Regions from separate parts of the Mus musculus genome. Here regions 1, 2, 3 and 4 are each linked to region 5. A link is a contact called in public ChIA-PET and HiChIP or PLAC-seq data. All regions are on one chromosome and are shown on one strand. The core of a region is the stretch at or near the end of the contact, and the rest is flanking DNA. Distances in the headings are between cores, read along the strand shown. Region 1 overlaps Pofut1 (protein O-fucosyltransferase 1). Region 2 overlaps Hck (hemopoietic cell kinase). Region 3 holds the start of Plagl2 (pleiomorphic adenoma gene-like 2). Region 4 has its middle 11 kb from the start of Tspyl3. Region 5 holds the start of Commd7 (COMM domain containing 7).

The links. ChIA-PET counts read pairs in DNA pulled down with a chosen protein or histone mark. HiChIP or PLAC-seq counts read pairs in DNA pulled down with a chosen protein or histone mark.
Region 1: a contact with region 5 is called in an RNA polymerase II ChIA-PET map of memory CD8 T cells, with 7 read pairs. The contact joins the enhancer-like site here to the promoter of Commd7 in region 5. A contact is called at or near these places in 3 of 39 promoter capture datasets (fetal liver, hippocampal neurons and pre-B cells), 2 of 115 datasets of contacts at active chromatin or transcription factors (memory CD8 T cells and pancreatic cancer cells) and 1 of 9 other capture datasets (adipose tissue).
Region 2: an H3K27ac HiChIP or PLAC-seq map of microglia shows a contact between it and region 5, with 4 times the contacts expected there. The contact joins the enhancer-like site here to the promoter of Commd7 in region 5. A contact is called at or near these places in 6 of 39 promoter capture datasets (the HPC-7 cell line, embryonic stem cells, hippocampal neurons and 3 more), 1 of 15 datasets of contacts at CTCF or cohesin (embryonic stem cells), 2 of 115 datasets of contacts at active chromatin or transcription factors (microglia and pro-B cells) and 2 of 9 other capture datasets (adipose tissue and liver).
Region 3: a contact with region 5 is called in an H3K4me3 HiChIP or PLAC-seq map of pro-B cells, with 2.3 times the contacts expected there. The contact joins the promoter of Plagl2 here to the promoter of Commd7 in region 5. A contact is called at or near these places in 10 of 39 promoter capture datasets (the 3T3-L1 cell line, the HPC-7 cell line, cranial neural crest and 6 more), 1 of 484 Hi-C or Micro-C datasets (regulatory T cells), 4 of 115 datasets of contacts at active chromatin or transcription factors (the 230-238 cell line, the SCID.adh cell line, memory CD8 T cells and 1 more) and 1 of 9 other capture datasets (adipose tissue).
Region 4: an RNA polymerase II ChIA-PET map of memory CD8 T cells shows a contact between it and region 5, with 17 read pairs. The contact joins the enhancer-like site here to the promoter of Commd7 in region 5. A contact is called at or near these places in 6 of 39 promoter capture datasets (the 3T3-L1 cell line, cranial neural crest, fetal liver and 3 more), 1 of 484 Hi-C or Micro-C datasets (regulatory T cells), 1 of 115 datasets of contacts at active chromatin or transcription factors (memory CD8 T cells) and 1 of 9 other capture datasets (liver).

The regions. Positions count from the first base shown.
Region 1 is chr2:153,261,976-153,264,675 of GRCm38.p6, forward strand. All of the region lies in intron 6 of Pofut1 (protein O-fucosyltransferase 1), which reads left to right. Among named protein-coding and RNA genes, the nearest start is that of Pofut1, 22 kb to the left of the region's middle. Within about 2 kb of position 1,271, at least 78 of the 459 cell types and tissues checked have an H3K27ac peak or open chromatin away from gene starts, as enhancers often do. A contact at or near this core is called in memory CD8 T cells, where this site is marked.
Region 2 is chr2:153,139,120-153,141,819 of GRCm38.p6, forward strand. All of the region lies in intron 10 of Hck (hemopoietic cell kinase), which reads left to right. Among named protein-coding and RNA genes, the nearest start is that of Tm9sf4, 21 kb to the right of the region's middle. Within about 2 kb of position 1,367, at least 44 of the 459 cell types and tissues checked have an H3K27ac peak or open chromatin away from gene starts, as enhancers often do. A contact at or near this core is called in microglia and neural stem cells, where this site is marked.
Region 3 is chr2:153,239,927-153,242,626 of GRCm38.p6, forward strand. It overlaps Plagl2 (pleiomorphic adenoma gene-like 2), which reads right to left and starts at 1,432. Exons shown (of 3, transcript NM_018807.5): 1 at 1,350-1,432. Pofut1 (protein O-fucosyltransferase 1) reads left to right here and starts at 1,606. Exons shown (of 7, transcript NM_080463.3): 1 at 1,606-1,799. The coding sequence starts at 1,661.
Region 4 is chr2:153,213,586-153,216,285 of GRCm38.p6, forward strand. No RefSeq gene overlaps it. Among named protein-coding and RNA genes, the nearest start is that of Tspyl3, 11 kb to the right of the region's middle. Within about 2 kb of position 1,381, at least 139 of the 459 cell types and tissues checked have an H3K27ac peak or open chromatin away from gene starts, as enhancers often do. A contact at or near this core is called in hematopoietic stem and progenitor cells, memory CD8 T cells, pre-B cells and 1 more, where this site is marked.
Region 5 is chr2:153,631,502-153,634,201 of GRCm38.p6, forward strand. It overlaps Commd7 (COMM domain containing 7), which reads right to left and starts at 1,280. Exons shown (of 9, transcript NM_133850.2): 1 at 1,093-1,280. The coding sequence starts at 1,176.

The DNA.
Region 1 (2,700 bases), core at 21-2,520, 370 kb before region 5:
GCTCCAGAAATGTCCTTTGGGACTTAAAGTCTACTCACTCTGTAGCCTTGCGAAAAGTTACCTGACCCCTTTGTGCTGACTCCTCATCAATAGAGTAGATCCGAAAAGCACCTGTCTCCGACGACGGCATCTGTAAAGATCTATTTTGTAAAGAAATGATGACGTTTCCCACTATAAAATAATGCTCAGTAAATTAGCTCTTGTTGGTACCAGAAATGAATGAAGGGGAGACCTCTTGTGCTTCGTGAGTGTTTTAGGAAGTGCTGCTCAGCAGCAGAATTTGCTTGGCCGATATTTACGTTGAGGGAGCAGCAGGTGAAAAGTGAGCATGCCTCTGTGGTGGCCGAGGGACTAGTTAGTGAGCATTCGGGAGACCAGGTGACTGAGGACCTCAGATGCCAGCAGCCCTAAGAGGAGGACAGTAGAAAGATGATTTTTTAAAATGAGTGACCCAAGCCGGGCGTGGTGGCGCACGCCTTTAATCCCAGCACTTGGGAGGCAGAGGCAGGTGGATTTCTGAGTTCGAGGCCAGCCTGATCTACACAGTGAGTTCCAGGACAGCCAAGGCTATACAGAGAAACCCTGTCTCCAAAAAAAAAAAAAAAAAAAAAGAAATTATGTAAAAATGGTTCAAAGTTTGACTAAGGACTCTTGACATTTAGAAATAAATAAGGGGTGAATATGTATTTTATTAATATGAATATTTAAAATCAAGGGGGCAGCAGACATTGGGAGCCACTGGCCTTATGTATGGGGCATCTTTCTGTTCTTTCACTTGCTCCACCACCTAAACCATGAGAGATGCCCCAGCCAGCAAGCAAGTATGGGGTCAGTGCCTGCTGGTCTGCCCTGCCCATTTCCTAGATAGAAAATCAGCTGAGAGTCCTCAATGTCCTCTCACTCTATCTGCCCCTGTGTGCTCTGGATGAGGACGGCTGCCCAGAAGGGCAGAGTTAACTGAGGAGTCCCAGGGCCCACAGCAGCTGGAATGACAGAGCTGGTAAATTCAGGAGTGGATGGGACTGTTTGGGGGCTTTTGGCTGAGATTAGAAGATAGTGTCTTTATCAATCCAGGAAACAAGGTTCCTGGTGTCAGAAAGCTTGGTGAATAACAGAGCTCTTCCAGGCAACTCTGCCCACCCCTCCTCACCTGCACGGAGCTGAGACATGTGGAGAGTCCCAGGGGGTTTTCATGAGCTTGAGGGTTGGTGCACTTATTAGTTAGGCCTCCAGCCTCTTGTTATGGCCTACTTCCTGTTCCTATGCTGGGGTTCTTGCCCTACCCTACCCCACCTCCACTCCTCAGCCCCACTTCCTGTAGGCTTATATGTTACTCTCCTCCCCTTCTTGATGTGTGACAACTATGTGTGTGTGCGTGTGTGTGCATGCGTGTGTGTGCATGCGTGTGTGTGCGTGCGTGTGTGTGTGTGTGTGTGTGTGTGTGTGTGTGTGTGTGTGTGTGATGTCAGAGACGTATGTGTGTGGAGGTAAGAGGACAACTTCGGGTACCGTTTCCCTTTTGTTTTGAACAAGATCTCTCATTGACCTGAAACTTAGCAAGTAGGCTAGGCTGTCTAGCCAGCCAGTCCCAAGAACTGCCTGTCTCCTTTTCCATTGCTGGCATTTTGAGCACACACCACTAAGCTAGCTTACTTTAAAAAAAAAAAGTCTCACTGTGCAGCTGTGGCAGGCTTTGAACTCAAGGAGATCAGCCTCTCTCTGTTTCCTAAGTGCTGGGGATCAAACTCAGGTCTTTTTGCTTGCAAAGCATCTTTCTGACAGAGCAGCTTCACCAGCCCCCTACCTTTGTTCAGAGCAGAGCCTCACATTATTAAGCTGGGACCTCAGTGAACGAGAGGTGGTCCTGCCTTCAGGGTCACAGCGTAGACTGAGGGTGAGTGAAGGCTTGTTCAAGCCCAGTTCCCTGAGACTAAGCAGAGCAACAAAGGTTCAGCTCAGGTCCAGCAGGACATAGGGTTAACAGAGAACCACTGAGGGGTTAGAGCCACAAACAGCCCTGTGCTCCAAGAGTAGAGCACAGGGCACTGACCTGGTACATAACAGGGAGGGAGGGCTTCCCCAATGTGGGCCACATGATTGGAGAAGGGAAAGGTAAGCGGTGTTAGCCAGGTAAAGAGAGGTTTACCCCCATGTCTTAGTTAGGCTTACTAGGGCTGTAATAAAGCACTGTGGCCAAAAGTAAGTCGAGGAGGAAAGGGTTTGACTCACACTTCCACATCTCTCATCTCTCTTCATCATTAAAGAACATCAGGACAAGAACTCAAAACAGAGCAGGAACCTGGAGGCAGATGATGCTGAGGCCATAGAAGGGTGCTGCTTACTGGCTTGCTCCTCATGGCTTTCTCAGCCTGCTTTCTTTCTTTTCTTTTTTTTTTTTTTTGGTTTTTCGAGACAGGGTTTCTCTGTATAGCCCTGGCTGTCTTGGAACTTTGTAGACCAGGCACTCAGCCTGCTTTCATATTAGAACCCAGGACCACCAACCCAAGGATGGCACCACCTATAATAGGTTGGACCTTCCACACATCAATCACTAATTAAGAAAATGGTCTAGGACTAGAGAGATGGCTCAGTGGTTAAGAGCACTGACAGTTCTTCCAGAGGTCCCAAGTTCAATTCCCAGCAACCACATGGTGGCTTACAACTTATCTGTAATGGAATCAGATGCCCTCTTCTGGTGTG
Region 2 (2,700 bases), core at 117-2,616, 490 kb before region 5:
TAACAGATAAAGGCTTAGTAGCCTGAAATGATAACACTGAATATTTCCCATGATTCTCTGGACTGACTATAGCAGGCTAGATGGAGCACTCTATGCACTGAGGTGGCGTGAGGAGCATGTCCAAGGTGACGTTCATTCTTACAACTTCTCCCTGTGTAGCCTCTCAGCACTCAGTATTTCTTCACAGCCCAGTATCAGAGCTCCAAGTGGGACCTGTCCAAGGTGCAAGCAGTGGGTAAGCCTCTGTTTGCACTGACTTATCAATGCCCTATTGGCCAAAGTCAGTCACAGCAGCCAAGCCCAGAGTCCTGGCAGGCAAATGTAGGAAGGTAATTGTCATTCCGTCGTCCTACAGACCTGAAATCGAGGTATGAAGAATTTAAGTACAAACTGCGCACAATGGTGAATGACTGAAATCGTAACAGTCAGGAAGCAGAGGGAAGATCAGGAGGGCCAGGCTAGACTTGAGCTGCAGAGTGTGTCATTAAAAAAAAAAAAAAAAAAAAAAAAAGTGAAGTTCAGATGAGGAAACTGAGCCCAGGGAGGCTCTGCAGCTGGCCTAAGCTGCAGGGCTGATTAGAGGGAGGGGGTGGCTCCCACAATAATGACAATGGCAAACACCACTGGCTTTATGCAGTTTACTTGTAGATGAGACCACAGGCATTAAAGGAAGGGCTCTCTTAAAGGCCCACCACCTCCCCCCAGGGCCCTGGCTCTGAGTCTGAAGAGCAAGAATTCAGCAAAGAGAAGGGGGCTATGTAAGCCGCTGGGACACATCTTAAAACCCCAATTTAAAATAAATAAGCAAAACAAAAATGGTTCAGTCGTCCAGAGCTTTCCTGGGTGCACACACCCTGGGTTCTGTTCCCAACGTTGTACAAAGCCGGCTAACATTCTTTCTCACCTGCCCCATGGCCACATTCCATGCACAGGCAGTTTCTACCAACTCCTGCTCTCTGCTCTCTGGGGGGAAACCTGGTGGACAGTGGTGCTGTAGGAATGCACAGCCTGGTCCAGGAGCCATCAGAGAAGGCTTCGCTGAGGAAGAGGTCTCCAGTTCCAGGAGCTTGGGGGTTAGAAATTCCACACATGCCGAGGATAAGGAAGGCATTCTAGACAAAAAGAAACAGCCTGTTCAAAAGGCCAAAAAGGCAACGAAGTGGCTGAGCCTGGTCAGCCTGAGCCAGACAGTGGCACAGATGAAAGGGATGTGGCATACAGCCCAGTGGGAACTGAGAATTTGCGGCTGAACCTAGGGTTGAGCTTGGCGGAGACCCAGGTCAGAGCTCTTTTGAGTATGCAAATACCAGGGGCTCAGATCCCGGGGAAGTCTAAGCAGAGGCTCTACTTTCAGAGCCCTGAATGCCAGAGGCATATGGAAATCAAGGCCGGGCACTTGCATCTCAGTGGGTCGGGTCTTCTGGGAAACAATGGTCTGGCCTGTTACTAAAGTATAAGCATGTAAGCAGCTGGAGCTTTGCTGGTGAGCAAGAGTCAAAAGCTACAGCAAGAGCAAATCCTGGGGGCTGGAGAAGTGACTCAGTGGGTAAGAGCACTGACTGCTCTTTTGAAGGTACTGAGTTCAAATCCCAGCAACCACATGGTGGCTCACAACCACCTGTAATGAGATCTGACACCCTCTTCTGGTGTGTTAGAAGTCAGCTTCAGTGTACTTATGCATAATAGTAAATGAAGCTTTGGGCCAGAGCAAGCAGGGACTGAGTTAGCGGAGTTGACAGGAGCATCCCCAACAACCACATGAAGGCTCACAACCATCTGTACAGCTACACTGTACTCACATACATAAAATAAATAAATAAATCTTAAAAAAAAAAAAAAAGAAAGAAAGAAAAAAGAAAGAAAGAGCAACTCCTGCAGCTGGGGAATATGGCTTAGTCAGTAGTGTGCTTGCCCAGCGCACATGAAGTCCCAGGTTTGATCCTCAGCATAAATAGTCAGTGTTATCATTTCAGAATACTAAGTCTTTATCTGTTACATAAGAATGGATGACTTACATGGATGGTGACGTAGCTCAAATGTAGATTCCTTCTTTGGCATGTACAAGGCCCCAGGTTCTATTCCTCACACCAAAAACCAACCAACAAAATTATCCCAGGACCTGGAGAGATGGCTCAGTGGTTAAGAGCCCTGGCTGCTCTTCCAGAGATCCTGGATTCAGTCCTAGCACCCACATGGTGGCTCACAAGCACCTATAACTACAGTTCTAGAGAATCTGGCGTCATATGAAGAACAGTCTGTATCCATGGGTTCTGCATCTGCACGCAACCAACCGCACAGCAAGAATATTCTAAATCAAATGCAGCTTTCAAGTTTGATATCTCTTTTTAGCCCCAGCTTTATTGGTGAAATAAAATTTCATACAATAGATTTTAAAATATATCTTGGGGTTTGGTTTGGTTTGGTTTTGTTGTTTTGTTTTGTTTTGTTTTGTTTTTTTGAGACAGGGTTTCTCTGTGTAGCCCTGGCTGTCCTGGAACTCACTCTGTAGACCAGGCTGGCCTCAAACTCAGAAATCCTCCTGCCTCTGCCTCCCAAATGCTGGGATTAAAGGTGTGCGCCACCACGCCCGGCTTTAAAATATATCTTAATAGAGCTACTCCTAGGTTGGAGAGATGGTTCGGTGGTTGAGAGCACTGGTGGCTCTTCCAGAGGGCCAGGGTTCAATTCCCAGCACCCACA
Region 3 (2,700 bases), core at 182-2,681, 390 kb before region 5:
GAGTCTCAGTGACTTGCATCATTCCAAGAAACATCAAACAGGATTAACAGGGGTAGGATTTACTCTCGGGCTGGTAGTTCTTCTGTCAGTGTAGATGGGCCTCTTTGGAGTCCCTTTGATTCCCTATTTCCTCAGATTCCCGCTGCCTCCCAGCCCTGGGGAGGCCTGGAGCAAATGGCTGCAACTCACTCGGGCCTCATTTTCACCTACCACCCCTCCGCAACTTAGCAGCCTTTCCCCCAAGAGGAGAGGGTTAGAAACCCAAGGCCAGACTTATCACAGCCCCAGGCTGACAGGTGGAAAAACACACAAGCCAGGAGTCGGTATGCTTGCAGGTGAAAGCCCCAACTCCCAACACGGCCAGGAACGCGGCCCGCCACCGCGCCACCGCCCCCTCCCCCCCCCCCCCCCGCGACCCCGATCTGTTCCAAGCTGGACTGAAGCATGGGGCTGAAGTTGTAGGAAGTCTGGCCCTTAGGCCAGCGGAGAGACTACCCTATTTTGTAGTGTGAAATGTTAAATTCTCCCCACAATTGGAAGGTGGATGTAAAGAGTGGAGACAAGAGACGGGAATTCAATAGTAAGTCTAAAAAGTCTAATAGGATCTGGGGTGGGAAGAGCAAGCATGCACGGTAAAGAATTACGAGCACGTTATTTGAGTCTCTAAGAGACCCCATGGGGGGAAGAGGTAGGGAGATTCTAAAGGTCGAAAGAGCGAGTTCTCTGAATTTCAAACGGGTGTAGAAATGGGACCCTCCCGAAGGAAAATGCCTAAACTTTCCACAATATGATCACTGGGAAGGGAACTTCAGCTAGGGCTTTATTTTGGGTTCTTCGGCCCGAGGTACTGCAGAAAAGCCTGAAAGCAGGTTTATGAAAGTCTGGAAAACGAAAGAGCTTAGAGCAGACTATTTGGAGCAGGAAAAGGAAGGTTATGTGGGTCGGGGTAGGCGTGTCCGAGGGTGGGAACAGGTGCAGCTTATCTATGCCCCCCAGACCGCGATCCCGAGGAAGGTTAGCTGCGTGTTATCTGGGTCTCCAGGGAGTCTGGGGGGTCCAGACTAGGGGACCCTCAGGCTGAGTTTCCAGGTCTAGGAATGGAGGGAGCCTGAAAGGCTTGTTCCGGTCCCCTGGGCACAGGTCTGAGGTCCGGGGAACGTTTTCGTCACTACGGGGCCTATCGGGGGCCCGGCTAGAGCAAAGGGGGCCCCTACTCAGGGGTGTGGGCGACCGCGCTGGGCGGCCCGAAGTGAGGGGCGCCGCCGCTCCGAGAGCCGGGCGTGTGGGCGCAGCGCGACGGCCTCCCGCCCCGCTCCCCACCATCCCCCAGGACCCTCGCCGGCACTCACTGCGCTCGGGACCCCGCGCTGCGGGCCGGGCCGCGCTCGGGCTCCGCCAGGCCCGCTCAGGCCCCGGTAGTGGCGGCGGTCGGGCCATTGTGCGGTGCATTGTGGGAGCCGCGCGAGCGGGCGCTCGGGTCGTGGAGGGGGCGGTGCCGCGGGCTCTCTATGGTCCCGCCCGCCCGCGGGCTAGAGAGGCCCAGCCGGCGCGCGGGCGGCGCGCGGGGAGCACTGGGAGCGGGGCGGCCACTCGCGCCTCTTCTTCCCTCCCACCCCCTCCCCGCCTCCGGGCCGTGGCACTCTGGGGCTCTGCCGTCGACATGGGCGCCGCCGCGTGGGCACCGCCACACCTGCTGCTGCGGGCGTCTTTCCTGCTTCTGCTGCTGTTGCTGCCGCTCCGCGGGCGGTCAGCGGGCTCCTGGGACCTGGCCGGTTACCTGCTCTACTGTCCCTGCATGGGTAAGGCCTCCGGAACCCTCTGCTTAAACGGAGAAACTGAGGCGGAGGAGGCGGAGCCACTTCTCTGAGGCGCCCGGAGACTTCTCAGGTCCAGAGGAGAACACCAGAGAGGGGCAGGGCCTGTGTTCTTCCCTGCCCTACTTGCCTGGGTACAGAGGACCCATTGGTGTTCAACTTGCCATTCGACAGATGGGAGAAGTTAAGTGACTCACTCGAGGTCTAATCAGTCTCAGATCAGTAGATGGAGTTTGTAGGACAAGACCTGCCCGCACTGTCTCGTGGCAATTCTTGCATTCATTCAGCAAAGAATTTATATGCCCCCCCCCCTTTTTTTTAATGTCCCAGGCGCTGTTGTCTGTGCTGGTGGTGAATGAAACAGATAAATCTCATAGGATTCTTCATTTTAGGAAGACAGACAATAAAAAGTTTTTAAGTGCGTGCAGAATTTGTACAAGATGATTCAAACTGGGGTAATAAAAGATAACCAAGGACTCCTAAGAACCAGCGGAGGGATGCAACTTAAATGCAGTCGTGGATCATCATTATATAATCCATCCCTTCTCTCAATCCTTGAGTAGCTTGCATTCCTGACCATGGCCATCATCTGATGGCCTGACCTTGCAAGATTGGCTCCACTCTTCTCCACACCCCTTCTCCCATGGCCCTCTGGCTACAGCCATAGTAACCGGCTTTCTATTGCTTACAGACATAAAGGTCTATGAGCTATTCTTCTCGGAGTACCTTCCTATAATTTCTGCTAACTCTTTCTCATCCTTGAAGTCTCAACATACGTGTCACCAAAGAGGACTCCATTGACCTCTCTACTTGTCATTTCCTGAGTCTCCCTGTCACCAAACCTTTTCATTTTTTCCCTTGCAATCATCAAAATATACCATAAGGA
Region 4 (2,700 bases), core at 131-2,630, 420 kb before region 5:
AGAGTCTGTGCCCAGACAGGAGAATCCAGTGTCCACAGTGCTTAAGGATGGCCATAGCAGCCTTAGGGCTGCAGTTCAGATCTATTAAAGTGGACACTGGGAGCCTCATTCAGACCTTACCTGAAGCTAGCTGTAGCTGACGCGCTCTGAGCTCACTTTTTTACTCTTAGATGTCTGCTTAGTTGGTCTGTTACCATTTGTTGTTCTTTGCCTTCAAGCCTTTAACAGACGTCAGTTGTTCCTCTCTGAGTGGGTTTCTTTCTGGATTTCTATTCTGTTCTGCAGCTCTATTTGTTTTTATGCTAGTACTGTACTTTGTTACAGCTTTTTTTTTTATATTTATATACAAATTTCACATTCTCGAGTATAAAAGACAAGAGCAGTCTAGGAACCTGGGCAGCTGCGACACTAACTCTACAGTCAGTCTCATTCCAGATGCCCCTGTTCAAAATCGGCAAAGTGAGAGAAGTGCTCCTCTCAGTTCCATCTTGTTCCAGGCTAAGTTTAACCGGGAAAGGCTTTCTGGGACTGGGAAGATGGCTCAGTGCTTAAATGCTTAGTATATAAGCATGAGGGGCTGGTTTCAAATCCCCAGTGCCCACGGGAAGAACTGGCTCTAGTCACACACACCTGCAGCCTGGGCTGTAGGAGGTAGGAACAGGATTGCTGGCTGATAGTCTCCAGGCCCTGCCTCAAGGGAGTACAGCTGGGAATGATAGCGCTAACATCCTCCTTTGGCCTCTGCATATGACTGCACTAAGGCTGCTCTTTTAACATGTTCTTTAGTTGCTTCAAAGTTACACAGAACTTTACCAAGATATGACTACTGGGTACCTGCACTAATAATTCAACATCAGGATGATGATTTCCAAAACCAAGCCTCTGACCCAGGCCAAGGATTGAGTCCTACTGACTAGGGTGCTAAGTGCACAGCATCAACAGCAAAGCCCCAATCGGCATCAAAACAAACCTCATTTGCTGGGCCAAAGAGTCAGCCATTGGCACCAGAACATGAAAGAAAATGGCAGAAATACAGCTAGGACTTCTGAGGGTGTCATGAGGTACGGCAACACTGCTCTTTTGCAGCAGAGACACAGGAGTCTTCCAAAGAGCCTATGAGGTTTATATGTGACGTTTCCAGTTTGTAGGGTCTAGTCAAGGAGTTGATTGTTGCTCAATGATTCTGCTCTCTTTGGAAAAGCTCTGGTTTTGCAGGCAGTTTTAGGGACTTCCTGTTTTACTAGGCAGACCCGTGCACGCCACCTCTTTGGTAGATTCCAGACTAATGCTGTTCTGCTGGCACGGGGTTAACCACTCAGCACTGGGAGGTCTTGCTGAGGTCACCACTTGTCTCCTGTGTTCAGTTAGTACAGTACACATGGCTGTGTTGCTGTGTTTGTGTCATGTGTCATGTGCAGTGTGTCCTCTGTGTCATCAAGTGCAGCTTTAGCAGAGGAAACCCAGGAAGTGGTCTGTTAAGGCCTGGTGGTTATTCTTCCTGTTGCTATGATAAAGCAATTTAGGGGAGGAAGGTTTATTCTGCATTGCAGTTGGAGGAGATACATTCCATCAGGACTAAGTCCTAGCAGGAGCGTGAGGTGGCTGGTCACGTGACACCCATAGTCATGAGGCAGAGAGCTCTTGAGTACTCGTACTAGACTTCCTTTCTCCCTTCTAGTTCAGTGCAGGACCACAGCCCTTGAAACCACAATTAAAGTGGGACTTCCAGCTTCAATTAACCTAATCTAGATAACCCCTCACAGACACGCCACCAGAGGCTAACCTAAATCTAGATAATCCCTCACACATGTAGCTGGAGGCTGGTCTCCTGCTGAGACTCGATCCTATCACATTGACAATCAAAACCATCACAGGCCTCTAGGGCATTCTTCAATGGGAAGGCTTTTCAACCCTCCTCTTCCTGTTAGATTTACACCATCCTGTAGACAGTGGTCCTGACCATGCATGCGCATGCTAGTGCTGAATTGAGCTGTTGAGCACAATCTTGGAAGTGCCAGGCACTGTGCACAGGATGACTGGCAGCTGGGGACAGCTCACTCACTGAATGCTCAGTCAGCTTCCTGACTCTCCAGTACTGACCGACACCACAGACCACAGCCACAGAGACACTGGAGAGTCCCACCACGCTCACTGTCTCTGAGGTCACTAAGACACCTGCACTGCCATTGAAGCTTTTTAAAATATTATGTATTTATTAGGGGGAAGGGGATGGAAGGAAAAAGAGAGAAAACAATATGACACATGTGGAAATCAAAATGACTTTCCGGAGTTGGTTCTAGCCTCCTGCCCTGTTGAGGCAGGGGCTCTCTTGTTTCTGTGCCTGTGTTGCATATTCCAGACTAGGCAGTCCTTAAAGCTTCCCGGTGCTCCTCCTGTCTCACCCTGCTAGCTGACCTTTAGGGGTGCAAGGATTACAGGTGTATGCCACTGCATGTGGCTTCGGTTTTTGTTGTTGTTGTTGGCTTGATTTGGTTGGTTGGTTGGTTGGTTGGTTGGTTGGTTGGGTTTTCCAGACAGGGTTTCTCTTGTGTAGCCCTGGCTGTTCTGAAACTCGCTCTGTAGACCAGGCTGGTCTTGAACTCACACATTTCCACCTGCCTCTGCCTCCCCAGTGCTGGGATTAAAGGTGTGCATCACCACTGCCTGTTTTTTGTTGCTGTTCTCTCACGGGATTCTGGG
Region 5 (2,700 bases), core at 30-2,529:
TCCAGAAATCAGTGGCAACAGCAAAATCTAGCCATTTCCCTGGCCTTTGAAGTTAGACATTTGGTTGTGAATTCCTGGTTCCAGTTTTGCAATTTTTCTGCTTCCACCTTTCTTTCAAGAGGTGGCAATGACAGGTATGGACTACTAATAAATTCTATTTTTGTTATTTACTTATTTTGATATAGGGTCTCACTATGCAGCTCTGGACAGTCTAAAACTCATGAATTAAGAGACCGACCTGCCTTGGCTTTCCAAATGCTGAAGTTAAGGTGAATACTACTCTGTGTTTGTTTGTTTGTTTGTTTTTAATTCTTCAAACTGGCCTGTGTGTGTCTGGGGTTGAGGGCCCCACTTCCTGGGAAGCTAAGACCCCGTCAGGGAAACATCTTGAGGGACGAAGGGTTATTTATCTATTTTAAATGTTTTTTTGACAGGAGGTCTCATGATGTTCAGACGAGGCTTGAACAAGATACTTAATCAAGCCGGGCGGTGGTGGCACACACCTTTAATCCCAGCACTTGGGAGACAGAGGCAGGCGGATTTCTGAGTTCGAGGCCAGCCTGGTCTACAGAGTGAGTTCCAGCACAGCAAGGGCAAATCCTGACTCGGAAAAAAAAAAAAAAAAAAACCAAACCAACCAACCAACCAAAAAAGATACTTAGTGAAAGCTGGATCCTAAGTCCCACCTCCTAAGTGCCGGCATTGACAAGGACCACTGTCACCCGTTTATTCCGTGCAGACGCCCCTCACTTGGCCAATTCCTGCAATGTGAATAGGAGGTGGCATTCGGAGCTCTGCAACAGGGACCAGGCCTTCAAAACAGGCATGGTTCCTTTCCTGGATTGGAAAGGGGTGTGGTCACCGGTCCTGTCTGAGCCTCTTCCGGCTCAGGCCCAGGGCCCCACTTAGGCCGGACCACACTGACACCCACAACCCGTTTGCAGTCGATTTGCCCTCCCTAATCTATTCAAACCGGGGGCCGCTTGGAATCCCCTCATTCCCTCCTCTAGGAGCCTACAAATCTAAGTCCCCACCTCCGGAGTGCGTCCGCCCATTCCTGAGCCCGCCCGCCCCCGTCCAGGCGAGCCCCACCTGAGCGCCCAGCTGGTTCAGCTGCTGCATGTCTCCGCGCACGGCCTCGGGCACCGGGTCCTGCGTGCAGTGCAGGCGGCCCATGGTGCCAGGAACCCCGCAACCGGGCAGCGACGCTCGCTTCCTCCACCCGGGTCTCGCTGCGCTTCCGCAGCCGCACTTTCGCCACACTCCCAGCCGCGGTTCTCGTGACAGCGCACGCGCGACCGCCGGGTTCCAGGAACCGCTCTGAGCAACCCAGTAAGATTCCAAGTCTCTGCCTGGGAGACCCTGAATATAAAGCACTTGTCCCATCTGAGCCTCAGTTTCACAGAATTGTATTATCTAGGGTGGCTGCTGCGGTTTTCAGCCTCCCCAAACTTTTGAGCTCAGAGCCTGGAGCACAGGTCTTCCACAGTTGCTGGTTGCTGTCCACCCCATTGCTGTTAAACATAGGGTACATCTACCTATCGAATATATCAACCATTTTTCTTTTTCTATCTCCTCTATACATTTGGTGTGGAGGATTGGTTCTGGATCTTCACACAGACTTGGCAAGGACTATGCCACTGAGCTACATCAAAAGCTCCCAGAAAATACTAAATGCCCACCAGAGGCCAAGCACTGATAACAGGGAAGGGCATAAACCAGACTATGGTGTCCCTCTGAGAGTCTACACCAGAGTGAAGAAGCAGATCTGAGACTTGGACAGGCATTAGTGTCATCTGGACAATTTCATGAAACCGCCAATGGCTGGGTCCCACCCCCAATCTCTGAGTTCTGAGCAGAAAGGCTTGGGGAACAGCTGGATAATGTACATTTCCCATTAATTCCCAGGAACCACACTTGGAGAGCCTTTGGAATAGAGGAATTTGATCCAGCTAAGGAATGTTGAGAGCCTTGGGCGAGGTGGTGGTCAGAAGGGTTGAGATAGTGAGACCCAAGGCAATCATGACGGAGCTGGGGTCAATCTCAGAGCACGTACCCAGCCCGTTCACCTTCAGAACTCAATCCCTGGCAAGGTGGAAAGACCCAAGCCTGAGTTCTCTGCAGCCACTGGGTGAGTGCTGAGTTCACCCTCATTAGACCTGAGAAAATAGGGGTATATACTCCCTGGGTGCTACGCAAGGGCTGTGCCTGGCATTGCTAGCCTGAGTACCCTGGAAACCTGGGGTTAGAATTGGCTGTCCTTCTGGCACTTCTCTGAAAAGTTTCCCTTTGGAAAACATTGATAAAAAGCTTTCACCCTGAGACTAAGCATATCTAAGAATGTGCAGCTCACAGGACGCAGGTGACCAAGGACAGTTATGACTTGTTCCAACACAAAACTTTAATTACTTAAAACATGAAAGGTGGTCGTATACACCTTTAATCCTAGCATTCAAGAGGCAGAGATAGGGGTGGATCTCTGTAAGTTTGAGGCCAGCCTGGTCTACACCATGGGTTCCAGGCCATCCAGACCTACATAGAAACTCAATCTCAAAGAAAAACAAAAAAATTATAAGCTTTCCTTTTGTAGTTTTCTTTTGTAATTTAATTGCTCAATTCTCAAGCCTCAGGTGTGAACTTTGTAAATGACAATGTCCTGTGGCAGTGGCAAGAGGGTGGACATCCCTGCAAATTAGTTCT